Regions from separate parts of the Anser cygnoides genome. Here region 2 is linked to region 1. Evidence: chromatin contacts called from public Hi-C data. All regions are on one chromosome and are shown on one strand. Each heading gives the region's core, a stretch centred on a gene start, on an enhancer-like site or on the middle of the called end of the contact. The rest is flanking DNA. Distances are from core to core; before and after follow the strand shown. Region 1 holds the start of PSEN1 (presenilin 1). Region 2 holds the start of LOC106040707 (acyl-coenzyme A thioesterase 5-like).

What was found. Hi-C and Micro-C count contacts between places; a contact is called where the count stands out from the background.
Region 2: a contact with region 1 is called in a Hi-C map of liver, with 2.4 times the contacts expected there. The contact joins the promoter of LOC106040707 here to the promoter of PSEN1 in region 1. A contact is called at or near these places in 2 of 7 Hi-C or Micro-C datasets (both in liver).

Annotation. Positions count from the first base shown.
Region 1 is chr5:31,412,036-31,419,720 of Taihu_goose_T2T_genome, forward strand. PSEN1 (presenilin 1) reads left to right here and starts at 3,152. Exons shown (of 11, transcript XM_066998699.1): 1 at 3,152-3,295; 2 at 5,674-5,817. The coding sequence starts at 5,734. RBM25 (RNA binding motif protein 25) reads left to right here. Exons shown (of 18, transcript XM_066998686.1): 18 at 1-317.
Region 2 is chr5:31,629,924-31,637,608 of Taihu_goose_T2T_genome, forward strand. It overlaps LOC106040707 (acyl-coenzyme A thioesterase 5-like), which reads left to right and starts at 4,844. Exons shown (of 4, transcript XM_013188782.3): 1 at 4,844-5,954. The coding sequence starts at 4,955. LOC136786302 (acyl-coenzyme A thioesterase 1-like) reads left to right here. Exons shown (of 3, transcript XM_066998715.1): 1 at 1-241; 2 at 1,975-2,177; 3 at 3,468-4,168. The coding sequence ends at 4,073.

The DNA.
Region 1 (7,685 bases), core at 1,902-4,401:
ACAAATCAATAATGTGCTATGAGCTGTCTTGATTGCAGGAGGACTGTGTTCCAGGGAGCAAACTGTCAAACATTTTTAATTTTTAAACACAATTCTTAATAGCAAACAAATTAAGTAAAGGTGTTCCAGTATCTCTGTATTGTATTTAACTGAAGGATACAGGTTGACCTGTCCAGAAAACATAACTGTGACCTTGAGTTACTAGTTCTTTGTATCTGGAGAGGACACTTGAAAACACTGTTCTTAACAAATGGGATCGTGTAAAGGTTCCACCATGTAAATATTTCAGATATTAAAAATGTATATATTTGATTTAAGGACTGACATTTTTTTGAGTCTTGTGCAGTGCAACATGCAATTTTAATGTTTGCTTTCTGAATCCAATGAATCAAGAAGTGTTCACAAATTAGGGGTGTTTCTTTTAAACTTGGCACTTCAGGTCACTAGAAGCCTGCAAATACAGATGTGATCCCAGTGTGTTCTTTCTCATCCCTGCAACAGAATGCTCTTTACCTTGAAGTCTAATGCTTGGATGTTACCTTTATGTTATGCTTAAGTTTGCATGAAGCTTACACACATGCTGCAATCTTCCTTTTTTTTTTTGCTGCAACTTCCCCATTCTCTCCATAGTTTTGGATCAGTATTTGCCAAAAAACATGCCAAATTCTAAAGTAGTTCAAAATTTGTTCTGTTTTTAGTACACATAGAGAAGAGGTGAACTTCATGGGTGCTTTTTGTTCTAATACAGCATTCTCTGTCATAATTAGTATTTAAACAGGCAAAAGACAGCAGATGCCTTGTAATGCTACTGTGAGACAGGTTGCCTGATGTGCTTGTTGAGATTCTTCAGGGAAAGATCAAGTTATGAAACTTCAGCTTATTTTCTTTTGCCCTACATTAAAGCTGTATTTCTATCTTCTACTTTTATTTATGAACTGGACATAAGCTTGTAATCTTCTTAAGGAGACCAAAGGAGGAATCTCTGAGGAAGACATCTAAAACTTAAACTGGAATGTTAAATGTTCTGTTGCAACATACTAAAAAATTAATTTTATAGAAGTTGAGGCTTTCATCTGTAATGGAAGGAAGAAGGAACGGTCACTACACTGTATGGTTTTTGCAAGTACTTCAACAAGGTTTTCCTCTTTTCTAATGCAAGCTGTTGCTTTAAAAAATCACCTCTGGTGTCACCTATTACTCAAATTAGTGTTACTGCTTCCCATTGATAACAATATATTGTGTGTGTGTGATGCTGCAGGGTAGATCACAAATCTGCATACTGCTGAGAGGTTCTTCAAGTAACTTCCCTTTAAGTATTTTTTCTTTCAACACACAGGAACAGAATTATTTCAAGATTAAGTTGCAAAAAAAAAATCAGGAGAAGACTCTAAATTACAACACTTTACTGCCTGAATACGCAATTTAGTATTGCTAGTATGTTAATGCACAGAATAATAGTGGTATAGTGAAAACAAGCCATTTGGAAATTATGTGTATTCAGTGCAATATGCCACAATGGATTCATTGCATGATAGAAATTAAGTACCTCAAAACTTAATGTATAGAGGGGGAAAATAGCAGTTTCCACAACAGAACTAGATATGCTGGTCATTGATCTGGACTTCATCGTGGAGCTGGGCTTGGGGTTTATACTGTAACTGAAGTTGTATCATAATCACGCTGTGCAACTGCCCTTCTGCGTACTACATATTCTAAGCAATGGTATGTCATTAAAGTACTGTTTCCATTAGCATGCACTGAAATGAAGAAACCTTGTTCAAGAAACATTAATTACCGAGAATGATATATTTTTATATTACTGCTGTTGTTTTCAGACTTTTTTTTTTGTTCCTAGAATATTTAACATGTTCATATAGTCTTTTTACATTTCTAATTTAGGGCTTCCTGTCTTCTCTCTGAACACGAGCCTGCACTAAAAATCATCTAGCTAGACCATTGTGGCTCTAAATGTGGACAGGGGGAAGGCCCCAAACTGTAAGTTTAGTTTCCCATTTAATTTCTATTTCTCACTACTAGCACTTTCCCATTACTAAGAGAGAGAAGAATTGGATTTATTTTTTGTATGCCTTTATTAAATGGAGTTGCTAGATAGCTGCTTACAGGAGCATAGCTTGCTTGTAGGTGGATACACTTACAATCGGAAGCTCTTGGCTTACACTGGGGTCACACTTCTCAATATTCTATATATTTTCTTATGCAGGAGCATAGTATGTCATACATGCAAACTTACAAATTAGTATGTAGTCATGTAGCATAACCAATGTAAGGTGTTGGTAATAGGCATTTCATCTTAGGTCTAAACAATATTAATAACAGAGACAGTTGAATGCCCATGATATTTTTGTTGAAGTTCTATTCAGTATTCAGTTAAGGGATAGTATTGCACAATTCTAATGTGCAATACTTTTGCCACCTCATTTTCCTGTAGATCTTCCCAGAATGTGGTTGAATAATAAAATACAGCAGTTTTAAACGTGCACAATTCACCATGGTCTCTCCATAGCCGTTACTCTTTTACATTTGTAGTGATTATGCAGACCATAGCATTTCCTGTATGTGTTCGTCACTCGGTGAGGTTATGTGTATACAAAAATGAGGTGTGGATTACTTGTCAAATTCCAGGGATAGCAAGGTAAGTTTCAAGGTTGGAAATGTCTGTTTCTTCCACGAGTGAGTCACAGCTCTACTGCTGCCTTTGTGGAAAAGATGCCATGTAGCTTAAACAAACGAAATAAACTAGTGTTTGTATTTTGAGGTACAAAGTACATTTTTTTTCATAACGCTTTTAGTGTGGGATCATACTGAAACAGCCTCCCTCGTTTATGACTTGACTGGGTGCTTGGGGGGGGGGGGGGGGATTCTCCCTTGAAACCCCCGTTTACTTGCATCCCGTGATCACGACGGCCAAGCTTGCACTGGGCAATCAAGCTGTGCTGTAGCCTCCTCGAAGAGGAATTAATGCGCGGACGCACCCTGCGCGCCGTGAGGTAAACAAGCCCAGCCGGAGGGGCAGGACCGCCAGCCATAGCTGCTGCCGCCCGGGGCCCGGCGGGCTCGGCCCGAACTCCCCTCAGCGTCCAGGCGCGGTCGCGGCGCGAGGCCGCCCCTCAACCGGCGGCTCCCCCCGCTGCGGGCGGGCCGCGGCGCTGCGGCCCTGGGGCGGCGGACGTGAGGTGGCGGCGAAAGGCGGCGCCTGGGCCGGAAGCGAGCGGGGCCGGGCTGCGGGGCGGCGAGGAGCCGGTGGCGGGGCCCGCGGGGGAGCGGCGCCCTCCAGGTGCGGCCGGCGGCGGGGACGGGGTCGGGGCAGCGGCGTGAGGCGGGAGGGGAGCGGGGCGGCTGCCGGGGCTCGCGCACGTCGGGGGCCGTTGGGCCGGGGCCGGCTCGGGAGGCCCCTCACGGCCGCCTGTTGCGTGCTGGGAGGCGAGAAGGGGGGCGGCGGCCCCCGAGCGGTTGGCGGCGGGTGCTGCCCCTGCGCCGGCTTGAGGGGCCGGGGGGCTGCCGGCCGCTGGGGGTGATGAGCACTGGGAAACCGCGGCGCTGGGAAGGGGAAGGGAAGCGAGAAGGAACTTCTTTAGGCAGGCTGGTTTTAAATCACAGCTTCGTTAGAGAATTAAATGTTTTCGAGAGTCTCTTCTGAGGTAAAGGTGGTTAAAAACTCGATTTGCTCCTGCTTACGCGCAGCTTGTTTGTAGGTTTTGTTCGTTCGTAGTTAAATTTCAAACTTGGGGGCATTAATTCATTAAAAAAAAAAAAAAGTGTTTGAAGATGTCCTGAATGCAATTTCTGAGTTCTTGAGTTTTAAGAAGGGATCATTTTAGCATACTATAGTTTTTGACATCTCTAAGACACTGCTATTGAAGCTGCAGTGTTCCTGTCGTGTCAGTTACCTCAGGCACTCCTCACTTTCTCTCAGCCCCTCAGTTCCTGGTTTCGTTGGATGGGTTTGTGGTGGTTTTCTTTACCAGCCTTTAAGCAGGATCCTGTGGTGGCATTTCTTGTTGTTGTTTTCTTTTTCGATTTTTTTTTGCCCAGTTTATTTAGGATTTTGATATGATGCTGTGGGGAAGTCTCATTTTGCTAATCCACATTTGGATAAAAAATACTTGAACTTTTTTCTCTGTAGCTGCCCTGTCACTGAGGGTTTTCACAGATGGCAGACTTAAAGCAGCATCGTGTATGTTCTGTAGTCCAACTAAAGAATTAGAGCAAAAACTTTAAAATAAGAGCAACGTAATATCTATTTATTTTCTTTTAGTCTTACATTTCATTATGTTTTAAACTAGACGCTCTGTTTTTAATTAGAAGCACAGAAGAGAGCCATTCTCCTAGCGAATGCTATGTTGCCTTTCCAGACCGGTAGGATGCTCCCACTAGACCTGTTAAATTGGTGTTGCCTCCTAATGGCCCTTCAGCGTAAGCTGCATCCCTGCAGAAGTTAGTAAGCACTGCAAACTAATCTTGTAAGAGACTTACTTATTTGTCAGTGAAGAAACAGCTTCTGCATCTTTGTATGTATGAAACTGAGCTTACCTCCTGTTTTAAGTAAGATGCTGTCTCGTGGCTTGTTGCTGTCAAAAGTGAGAGGCCTTGCTTTGTGCAGTGTCTGCATGTCCTTCATTAATATGTTTTTTTAGATCCCTCCAAACACTGGTTGAATGTACAACAGCACAAGAAGATTGTGTTCTTTTCCTGGGTTTGCTTTCTTCCATTTTATTGAGTTAAACGTACTGCAGAGAGGACTGATGAGTGCTGGAGTTGGCACAAGGTAGGAGCAGGAGCATCTTGGCGTGGAAGTGGGGACTGGCACTTCCCTCTTAGCAGCAGTGGCTGTTAATTCAGCTCGCTGCGTTTTGTGCAACCAAGCCAGTGATTTATGCAGGTCTACTCATTGTTTCTTTAAACTACTTTTTTTTTCTGAAACCCACGCTTACATCACTCTTCTTCCTTTTTCTCCTATAATTGTTTATTCTCCTTTGTTACAGAGCAGCTGCTTAGTTCTGGTTTATTCACGTTTGCTTAGGAAAATATTAGTAAGCAACTTTTTTGTGTAAGGACACTTGAAGCTATTAAAGCATAAGGAATTTTAGGTACATTTAGCTCATACATAAAACCTACTGCTAGGGGAATGCATATTAGTTCTTGAGGCTCAGCTGAAATACTGTTTTGTATAGCTCTAGGTCCCTTTTTGGGTATTACAGCGGTAAGCATATGTCATGTCCAGATTTTAAACAATGAAGTGTAACTTTATCATCCTTGCTTGAAGATTGCGCTTGTTCATCCAAAAATAAACGACTTGGAGGAATTGGACTCTGAGATAAAGACATACAAAGTGTGCTCTGAGCAAGTGCACAGTACTTCTCATTTATTGCACAAGACGGAATGGAGAACTGTTTGAATCTTTGGTTTGTTGCTGACTGACTTCCGTGGTTGATGAACTATTTTGATAACACCCAGACACTCTTATTTTTGTGCTGGAAAATCCCTGTTATGACCTCTCAGTAAACACGTGATACAGTTTGGTATCCTTGTGAAGAGAGAAAATGGTTATCTTTGGTTATCTATCTGTGTGAACTCTAAGAATTTGGGTAGGGAGGGGGTAGTGAATTTGCTCATAAAAGAAAAAAGACTATTCACACATATTTTTCCTTCCAGCATCTCAAGAGGAAAGATCCATTTTGTGTAGAAACAAGTGATTTCCAGAGGACAGCCTCAATGACAGAACTGTCTGCACATTTACCCCAGTTTCAGCATGGGCAGCTGACAGAAAACTTCCCTGATAACCACCTCAGCAACACCGTATGTAATAAACAATTTTCTTACCCGATAGCAGTTAAATTGGGATGAATAACCAGCGTGGATGAAAATACACTTCAGAACTATAGAAATCTGTTCGGGAGTAGATTTCTCCATCTGACTGTTGTGATAAGCAGTGCTGAAAGAAATACTCTGTAAATTATCTAAATTCCTAAACTCATTTTTATATATGGGTAGACTTCTCCCTGTTTAAAGGGATGCTGGAGTGACTAGGCCCTCTAGAAAAAAATAAAAAAAATAAAAAAAATGAGGGGGGATATTCCCATAACAAACTTTGATTTCCAGGTGATTTTTTGAACTCCAGCCCTGGTCTGCTTGATTCAGGGGGTTCAGTCATGGAGTTAATTTTAGTCTAGGTAGAGCTTGGGTTTTGTCATTGTTGTTACCAGCGTACTACTCCTGTGCAGAAGGAGCAGCACTGTCTTGTCCTAATTTTGAATAATTGTCGGGGTGTTCACAGAGTTCTTGAGGTTTGCGGTGGGGGGAAAAAACCCAAACCCTAAATCATTCCTTAGAAAGAGGTAATTGTGTAATTATTGCTAATACTATGCTTATTTTAGCGCTTGTGTTTTGATAAAACCAAGTTTAGTTGGTCTACTTGGGTGTGGTGCTCAGGCTCTTGGATTTGTCATGCCCAGTTCTTTGTTCCTGTAATAACTGTTGAGTATCAGGTTTCCTTATGACATAGAAATGCTCCTGGGAGATTGAGCCACTAGTAGCTGTGTTTATAGCAGTGATTGAAGACAATGTTTTGATCTCTGTTCTAATTCCACTATGCAATCCAACAGGTTAAATAGAATTTTGAAAAATTCTTGTATTTATCTCAGGTCAACGTTCTGCTAAAAAGCAAAAATACAGAACATTTGAAAATTATCTTTGGAATTTAGAAGTTAGACTGATTTAAGACCTTACTGATTATAGAAACTGTTGCTAAAAATAAAAAAAAAAAAGTGGAAACTTTCCTGCTGCGTACTTTATGCTTTTACTTCAGAGGGAATGAAAAAAGTTTCATCTTGGACAGGTGGGAGCTTAACCTTTATTGAACGCTTCTGCCGGATTAAAAAGGCAGAGCTCTATGATTAGCTCTGGGCTCACTGTCCTTGCAGAAAGCTTACCGGTGCTACTTCCCAGCAATGGGGGACAGACTGTTTTATTTACTTCTCACTGACAGACTGTTCTACTGCTTTTTCTTTCAAGTGTAATTCTAGGGGTAGCTTCAGTACTTAGGTGTAGTGATTCTTCTCCCCTACGTATGTCCGCTGTTTTTGAACAGAGGTATGAAGATTCTTTCCTGCATAGGTAATACCTAGCTTCTGTCAGCTAGCATTCAGCATGAGAAATCACTAATCACTAGCGTGGTTTGCAGTCTCTTCTGGTTACATAGCAAGAGTTCAGCCCAGTCTTCAGTGCCCTGTCACTGTATAACAACCTTTAAACATAAATGGTGTATGTGAGAACTGACAAAGAAGCCTATGCCCACTGTCAGGGTCCGCTAATAATACATCAATTTGTATTCAATAGGTAAAAATATTTTATCAAATGTGCTGGGTTTTTTTATCTGTTGATTCAGGGGCTTTGCTCTGGGTTTGCTATTAACTATTTTCCTGATAGGAAAGAAACCTATCAGTTGCTTTTGATGTTGCTTATTCACCTGAAAGCGCGTAGTTCATAACTTACGTTTGCTTACGGTGTTACAACAGGTGTTACTGACTTTTTAGCTTCAGAATTTTCACTTTTAACTATGTCTGAGGAAAGTGAAGAGTCTGTTCCTTTGCTTCCACTTCAGCAAGAGTCCATGGCCTCTGCTCTCTTTAATACTGATCAGGTAGGATATGAGTGTACTTTGTTCT
Region 2 (7,685 bases), core at 3,594-6,093, 220 kb after region 1:
AGCGGCCTGGAGCCCATGGGGCTGCTCTGGGCTTTGCAGCCCCGCAAGCCCTTCTGGCGGCTGGTGAAGAAGGACGTGCAGACCCCCTTCCGCCTGCAGCTGGAGGTGTTTGAGGGCCACGGGGACACCCCCGGGCAGCTCCTGGCCCAGGCCGAGCACGAGCGGGTGTTCCTGCGGGACGGGGTGCGCAGGGTGCCGGTGCGCGAGGGGAGGATCCGGGCCACGCTCTTCCTGCCCCCCGGTGAGTACCGGCCCTGCCGGGCTCCTTGCCCCGTGAGTTTATTTTAGTGACTGCTGTTCAGCCCGGGGTCCACGGTTGTTTTCGGCAGGGCTGCTGCTCAGGCAGTCACTTCCCAAGGTGTGGGGTTGCATGTGATTGCTCTGTGCCCAGAGAACACCTTCACCCTTTACCGTGGGTGAAGACTTCATGACCTGTCTGTTAGCCCAGTCTCTAAATTCACCAGAATCCCCCTGGATTGAAGCTCACCCTCAGTGCTCTCTCACATTTACTGCCATCCACAAACTGTCACCGTACTAGTTGTTGATACAGAACCGTAGGTTGCTCAGAGGAAAGCTTGGTTTTGGCCAACAGTTGTATGTGAACACTTGTTTGTTTTCAAATGCCGTGGTGGTGGCGTGTGGTGCCGGCCGGCTCTCAACCTACCTTTCCCCTACCTGGCTGCTCTCCAGGGAACTCAGCTAGTCATTCTCAGGGTTGAACATTGCTGTCCAAAAGCCTCAGGTCCTCACTGTGCTGCTGCCCATCCCAGCCTTTCCCCAAATCCTGAACTCAGTCATTTCAGAGTTGCTGCAGTCCAAGCTGCTTTTTGCTGCCAGATTTGCACCACTTCTCTCCACTTCCAAGCAGGAAGTCAAGTAGAGCATTATACAGGTTTGCCCTTACAGCCTTTCTGTCAGCAAATTATCGAGAGGGTCTCAGAGGTTTCCAGATTGCCTGAAAAATGCTGTGTTGTCCTCCCAGCAACTGTTAAGGCTTATGCTGGTTGTCAGTAGGAAGCCTCATCTCTCACCTTGACTTGGTCAGGTGCTCTTTAGCAGTCACGATACCCCAACACATTCCCATCTTCTCTTCTCCCTGTGACCCAGAGGCTCTCACCAGGTGTGTCTCTGGTTTTATGCTGGAACCCCACAGAGTCAGAGAGCACTTCTACATAGCATGCGCTTTTCCCTCCCCGCCTCCTTCCCTGCCTGCCCTTGGTAGCTCCTCCATGAGAGCAGTGCAATCATACGTGTTGTCCTAGCCAGCATCCCTGATTATGATTGCGTTGTAGCCCTGTGGCTGGTGGTGAGTTTCCAGTTCGTGTTGTTTGTTGCCCAAGTTCTGCGCATTAGTGTGTGGACACCTGAGATTGCCTATATTCAGAGCAGGAATGAAGAATCCTTATGGCCTCCTCCTTTTCATACTTCTTTATCAGTTTGTAGCAGTCCCTCTCAGCTCCGTTCCATCCCTGTCTCCTGATGAGCCTAAGGCAGAGTTTCCCTCATGAGGGTAGCAAGGCCGACTGCAAGTATTTTCTTCCCTTAGTGCCCTGCTTAACCTGCTGTAGTACATTAACACAGGAACTGAGAAGCTCGGAACATCAGAAGATGAGATTTTTGGATCCATCTTTTAAGAAATGCAGTGAGGAGAATCCTCCTGGGTATTTTTGAAGCAGAGCTTGGTATCTTTGCAGGGAGCTTACATTATATAGGGAACTAGATGTGACTGTCAGGGGAGCCCTTCCCTTCCAGCACTGATGTTCACTAAAACGTTAGCAAGACTGCTGTTTTGTGCTGTCTTGTTTAATCTTGAAGCAATTTAGCCATTTACTGAAAATTGGCACAGAATTTAGGATGCTTAGTACCATTCTTGATGGTTTTTTTTTTTTTTTAAAGATACATTCCCTGTCCTATCAATTTGGGATATAAATGAAAAGTGATGGGTTAAGGTATCTGTTTTGTGGTCTGTTGCAGGAAATGGCCCCTTTCCTGGAATTATTGACTTGTATGGAACTGGGGGAGGACTCCCTGAATACAGGGCATGCCTGCTGGCCAACTATGGCTTTGCTGTGCTGGCTCTGGCTTTCTACGGCTATGAAGATCTCCCCAAGGAGATGAAGGAGTTCCACCTGGAGTATTTTGAAGAAGCTGTAAACTACATGTTAAAACACACCCAGGTTGGCTTTTTTATTGACTCTCTCTCACTACTGGTAATTGTCATTAGTTAAGTCCTGTCAGACTGCACACAGGGCAGAAGTGCTCTATTTAAAATAGCATCTCTGTCCACGTTGGCTGTAAATAGTTCCTTTCATATCTTTAACTCCCATTACAGCGATTCTCTGGCAGATTATTCCTGTTCTTCTGAACTGGTCGGGTGACACAATGACATGTGGGTCACATACTGGTAATTTCTGCTTCATTCAGCCCAGTGTTGTAACTAGGGAACCAGGAGCCTTGAGGCTTATCAGGCTTCCAACAGGGCTTTGAGGTTTACGCTCTGTAAAATGTCCTTGAGAACTAAATGTCCGTTTCAGCCTTGGAGCATGTGATACGCCTCTGTGATCCAGGGCTTAAGAAGTCCATAAATACACATTTGTTGCTGTGTATTGTAATAAGCTGTTGTAGTCACTCCAAATGGTGGTATGTGGTGTGTGGCTTTTAGTAGCTGGCTGTGAACTCAGGGATCAGGGTTCCTGAGCTGGCACCTCTTGGAAGAGAGCGAGCTCTGCTTAGGTCTGCATCAAGATGGCACCTCTTGGAAGAGAGCCCTGCTTAGTTCTGCGTCTTCTTCCAAATAGCTGTACACAGCCATGGCTAGAATTGCACAAGGCAGTGTCTTGCCTCACTGGAGAGCTCAAAATAAATACCTTCCTCAGCCTCAGAAAGATGAGTAATTGTTAAAGGCCTTGGTTGCCTTTCAGCTGCCTTAACCCTAACTGCTTTTGCTACTCCTCTGCCCAAAAACTACTTTTTTTTTTTTATCTCCCCCTGGCAACAGTATCTTAGCCTCTCATTAACACCTTCACTGATACCTGCCACCATGTTTTCAACGTTTTGCAAAGTTTGAGCTGTATTTTCTAATTTCCCCCTTTTCTGTGCTTCAAAGACAGTGGGTGTGGAGCCTGTCATGCTGGTGCTAAGGTACAGAAGGTATTAAATTTTAGTGCTGTCTCAGAGCCTTTTTAGCCCAGAGGGTCTTTGGATGTTGGAGCAATTGAGATATTCACTAACCATCTTCCAGTGTCCTCTGTTAGGATGCTGCTGCAGTGTCAGCAGGGCTTGTGGTAATAAATCAAACACAGAGCAGTGCTCCGAGGTCCTTCAGACATGGGCCTTGCACACAGGACCTTAGATGCCTCTATCTGGGGTCCAAATTCAGAACAAAGACTGCTGCGAACATGGCAGCACTTCAAAGAAATAGCAAGCGGTGGTTTATTGATTGTGGTTTCTCGTTCTCTCCCATCCAGGTGAAAGGCCCAGGGGTTGGGCTGCTTGGATTCTCGAAGGGGGGTGACCTGTGCCTCTCCATGGCCTCATTCCTGAAGGGCATCACGGCCACCGCTGTGATCAATGGCTCGGTGGCGAATGTGGGCGCAGTGCTCCGCTACAAGGATATCACCATTCCCCCCCTCGGTGCCGACAGAAAACGCATCAAGATCAACAAGTCTGGGATTGTTGATATTGTCGATGTACTGAACAACCCGTTAGAAGGGCCTGACCGCCAAAGCTTTATCCCTTTGGAGAAGGCCGAGTGTCGCTTTTTGTTCATTGTTGGCCAGGATGATCACAACTGGAAAAGTGAATTCTTTGCAGTTGAGGGGAGCAAACATTTGCAGGCACATGGGAAGGAAAAGCCTGAGATAGTCTGTTATCCTGGAGCAGGGCATTATATCGAACCCCCCTTTTTCCCAATGTGCGCAGCCTCAATGCACCTGCTAGTTGGCAAGCCTGTGATGTGGGGAGGGGAGCCCAAGGCACACTCCGAGGCACAGAAAGGTGCCTGGCAGCAGATCCAAGCCTTCTTCCACAGGCACCTCAATGGCAAGCCATCTGGAACAACAAATAAGCTGTGATGTGAGTTAGGTTACTTTCCAGAGGAAGATGCTGGTGTTTCAGATTTGTTTTGTTATATGGCTCTGAGTGAGAGCAAAAAAACATCAGAAAATAAGCTGTTGAGTTTCTTTGAGGAAGATAGTGAGTGAGAGCCATGAGAGCTGCTTCTTTTCACAGTGTCTTCTAACCTCAGGGATGTCTTGACCTCCTTACTGTACGTGGTATGGGTTTCCAAGCTGTGGAAAAATGATGGTGGCAAGGCTGGGTCTGTTTTGAATATGAGTTTAAGTGGGAGGTAACTAAGCTGAGCTGAGAAATGGGATGAAAATTTACCTTGCAGGGCTTCCTTAGAGGAAGTGTGTTGGATGCCATCGTCCTTACCAGAGATGGTTTCTTGCACTATTCTTTCTAGAAGCAGCTCTTCTTTCTGCCTACCTCCAGTAATCTTCTCTTTCTCCATGTGCACTTCCTTCTATTTTACTGTTCTTTTCTCCTCTCCCACATCACCAAAACGTATGCATCTGCCTTAACACTGTCAATTTTGAGATCTAGTGTTAATATGGTTTTCACTTACAAGTGTGGCAATACTGTGCCAGCATCCTGAAATAACAAATTAACTAATTTATAGATGACAACAGCCCATAGCCTGACAGAATATTCTGGGTATATCCAGTAGAAATGAGAGAACTTCGTGGTTTTGGAACATTCAGAAGCATAAGGGAAAGCAGCAGAACTGGCGTGGACCTGTTGGTGGTGACACCTGGGCCTGCATGTGGTCACCTCAGCAGGGCTGCCTGTCCCTTTGTGCACAGGGCTGTGGGGCTGTGGTAGCGTCTCGGCAAGGCCGTAACGCCCTCCCGCCTTCCCTTGGGTTTTCTCTGAGAAGAGGGGAAGAGCGGGGATGGTGAGTAGCGATCGGCTGCCAGGCACACTCGCCCGGAGGAAGGGAGGCGCTGGTGCCTTCGCACAGGTTGTTACCGGGTCAGCGCCTCACAGCTCCGAGCCGCGCGCGTGTAACGAACGGGCCGCCCCTCGCGGTGCGCACCGGCTGTATTTCTGTCACTCATTAAAGCGAGCCGTGAGCTCGGGCTGCCTCCCTGCCTGCCTCCCTGCCTGCCTCCCTGCCTGCCTGCCTGGCTGCGAGCGGGCAGGGCCGGGGCGGGCTCCGGGCACCCCTCGGGCTCCGCGGGGCGGGCGGCGGGGGCGAGGCGAGGCCGGCCCGGGGGGAGGCCGGCCCCGGGGGGGGGGAGGCCTCAGCTCTCGATTGAGGCTGCCTGGCGGGGGCGGCGGCCGCCCGGCCGTTATTGCCGTTGGCGCAGCGGCCCTCGGCCCAGCCGCCGCCGCCGTCATGTGGAGAGCGGCGGCCGCCGCCTCGGCCCCGCTGCGGGCCCTGTGCCGCGCCCCGCCGCCGCCCCCCGCGCCCCGCCGCCGGGCCGTGAGCGTGGCCGTGACCCCCGCCGCCGGGCTGGCGGACGAGCGGGTGGACACCCGCGTGGCGGGGCTGGCCCCGGGGCAGCCGGTGACCCTGCGGGCCGTGGTGGCGGACGAGCGCGGCTGCCTCTTCCAGTCGTGCGCGCACTACCGGGCGGACGGCCGCGGGCAGCTGCACCTGGGCACGGACGCCTCGCACGGCGGGGACTACACGGGCGTGGAGCCCATGGGGCTCTTCTGGAGCCTCGCCCCCGCCGGCATGGAGAGGCCGTACCAGCGGCTCGTCCCCCGCAGCACCGGCACGCCGATGAAGGTGGAGATGCTGGTCCACCAGGGCCACAGCCAGCCCGGCGCCATCCACGGGCCGGTGATGGCCAAGGCCGAGGTGGAGCGGTGGTTCACGGCCCCCGGCGTGCGGAGGATCCGGCTGAAGGAGGGAGGCGTGAGGGGCTCCCTCTTCCTGCCGCCGGGTGAGTGCTCCTCGGGACCCCGCGGCTTGCCCGGCCGGGCCCAGGCAAATCCCCGTCCCGGAGCGGGGCCGAACGGGCCTCGTGGCTCTTCCCCGAGATCTCCCGGGGACGCGACGGCGTCTGGGGGCTCTGCGCCGTCCTCCCGGCAGGCCAGGCTCGGGCAGGTGGCTGTCATGGGGCAGAAAGCGAAATGGGAACAGTGCTTGTAGGGTTTGGCACGCTGCCGCTCGCAGTCAAGGGTTTGCACTACGTTCCATGTTTGTTCCGAACTACAGAATGCATAATACTCAGAAAAGCTGATAGGCTTCACCTTGTGAGCCTCTGGTAAATCTCCCACTGCTTTCACCCTGAGTGGCATCTAATTTAAAAGCCCTTTTTCCTCCCTGAGAAACACATACATGCCAATGAGCAGAGCAGCAGGGCAGATTCTGGGAAATAGAAGTATTCCACCTCTGCTACGCCAGAGCCGAAGCCAAGTTAATAGTTTAATTAGTTCATTTGTTCTGTGGTACAAATGCAAAACAGACTTCTGGACGAGTTCTACCTGTTCTGCTTGTGGGATGGCTGTGTTTTATGAGGTGTGATATTCCAATGGCCTGCTACTGTTGCTGGAAAATGAAACCTTACACTGATGACAGCGTTTGAACACTTGAGCCATGATTTAAACTTCCGTATTCTCCTTGGTGTTGTTCTACTACAACTGCAGTCCGTATTGTCTCTAACTTATAATACATTAGTTCTCCAAATCCTGCAAGTACCACTACAATTATTAGGGATTTAAATCTTCTCAGTGAATGATTTCCAAACCAATAATCTTTTTTTATCCATTTAGATACAGATCCAAAGTCCACCGAAGAAGAAGAAAACAGCATAGATTGAACTTTGAATTTTGGATCAAATGTTTAGTCAGCATTCTGGAATTTCTAACACTGAGACGTGGTTATTTTGATATGTCCCGTCTTAGAGAGTGAGCTGAATTTCTGCTGAGCTCAGTGGGAATCCAGAAATCTGCAAGCTGGAACTGCATGTATCCCTTTACAAAGTTTGATGTTGTAATGTTATGAAAAAAAGTCTGGGATTATTGCTTAAATGATGCTGGCATCCTTCTTGATGGAGGATCCAGTTACAGCATTACCACCATATCTTTCTTTGCTTCAGGGATTGTTAAGACAGGAATCGTAAAGGTCAACTGTCCTCAGTAAAAGTGAGATTACAGAAGCGGGCTTACACTGTAATTATAATGTGAAAGGGATTTCACATTTCAGGCACAAAAGTTACAGGCTGTAGGGTTTTTTTTTAAGCATCAGTAAAGTTGTCTAGCATTTCATCCTACTTCTTAGTGAATGATGCAGAATCTATACATGTACATGTGTAGGCACTCAGGAAGGCAGTCGAGGATCCTTCTGTAAGTTGAAGTTGTGTTTCTCTCTCTCAAGAAGACTCTTTCAAGGCTTGACTGTGCTTTTATCAAATGTACTTGCTAGAAAGCTTTCCACATAGGTGTGATAGAGTACTTTTTTTTTTTCCTAGCCATCTAGGCTGAGTGTTCTTAACTATAGGTTACTACTGATCGTGGCATTATGAGAAATTTATCTGTACTGGTCTTCTCTCACACAGAATATTGAATTTCAATGAAGAATTTTAGAACTGAAAGAAAAAGAACCCAAAAGCACGTTTCAGTGCCTTTCTGACTTTCTAATGCTTTGTTAGGAGGTTTCCATCTAGCATTTC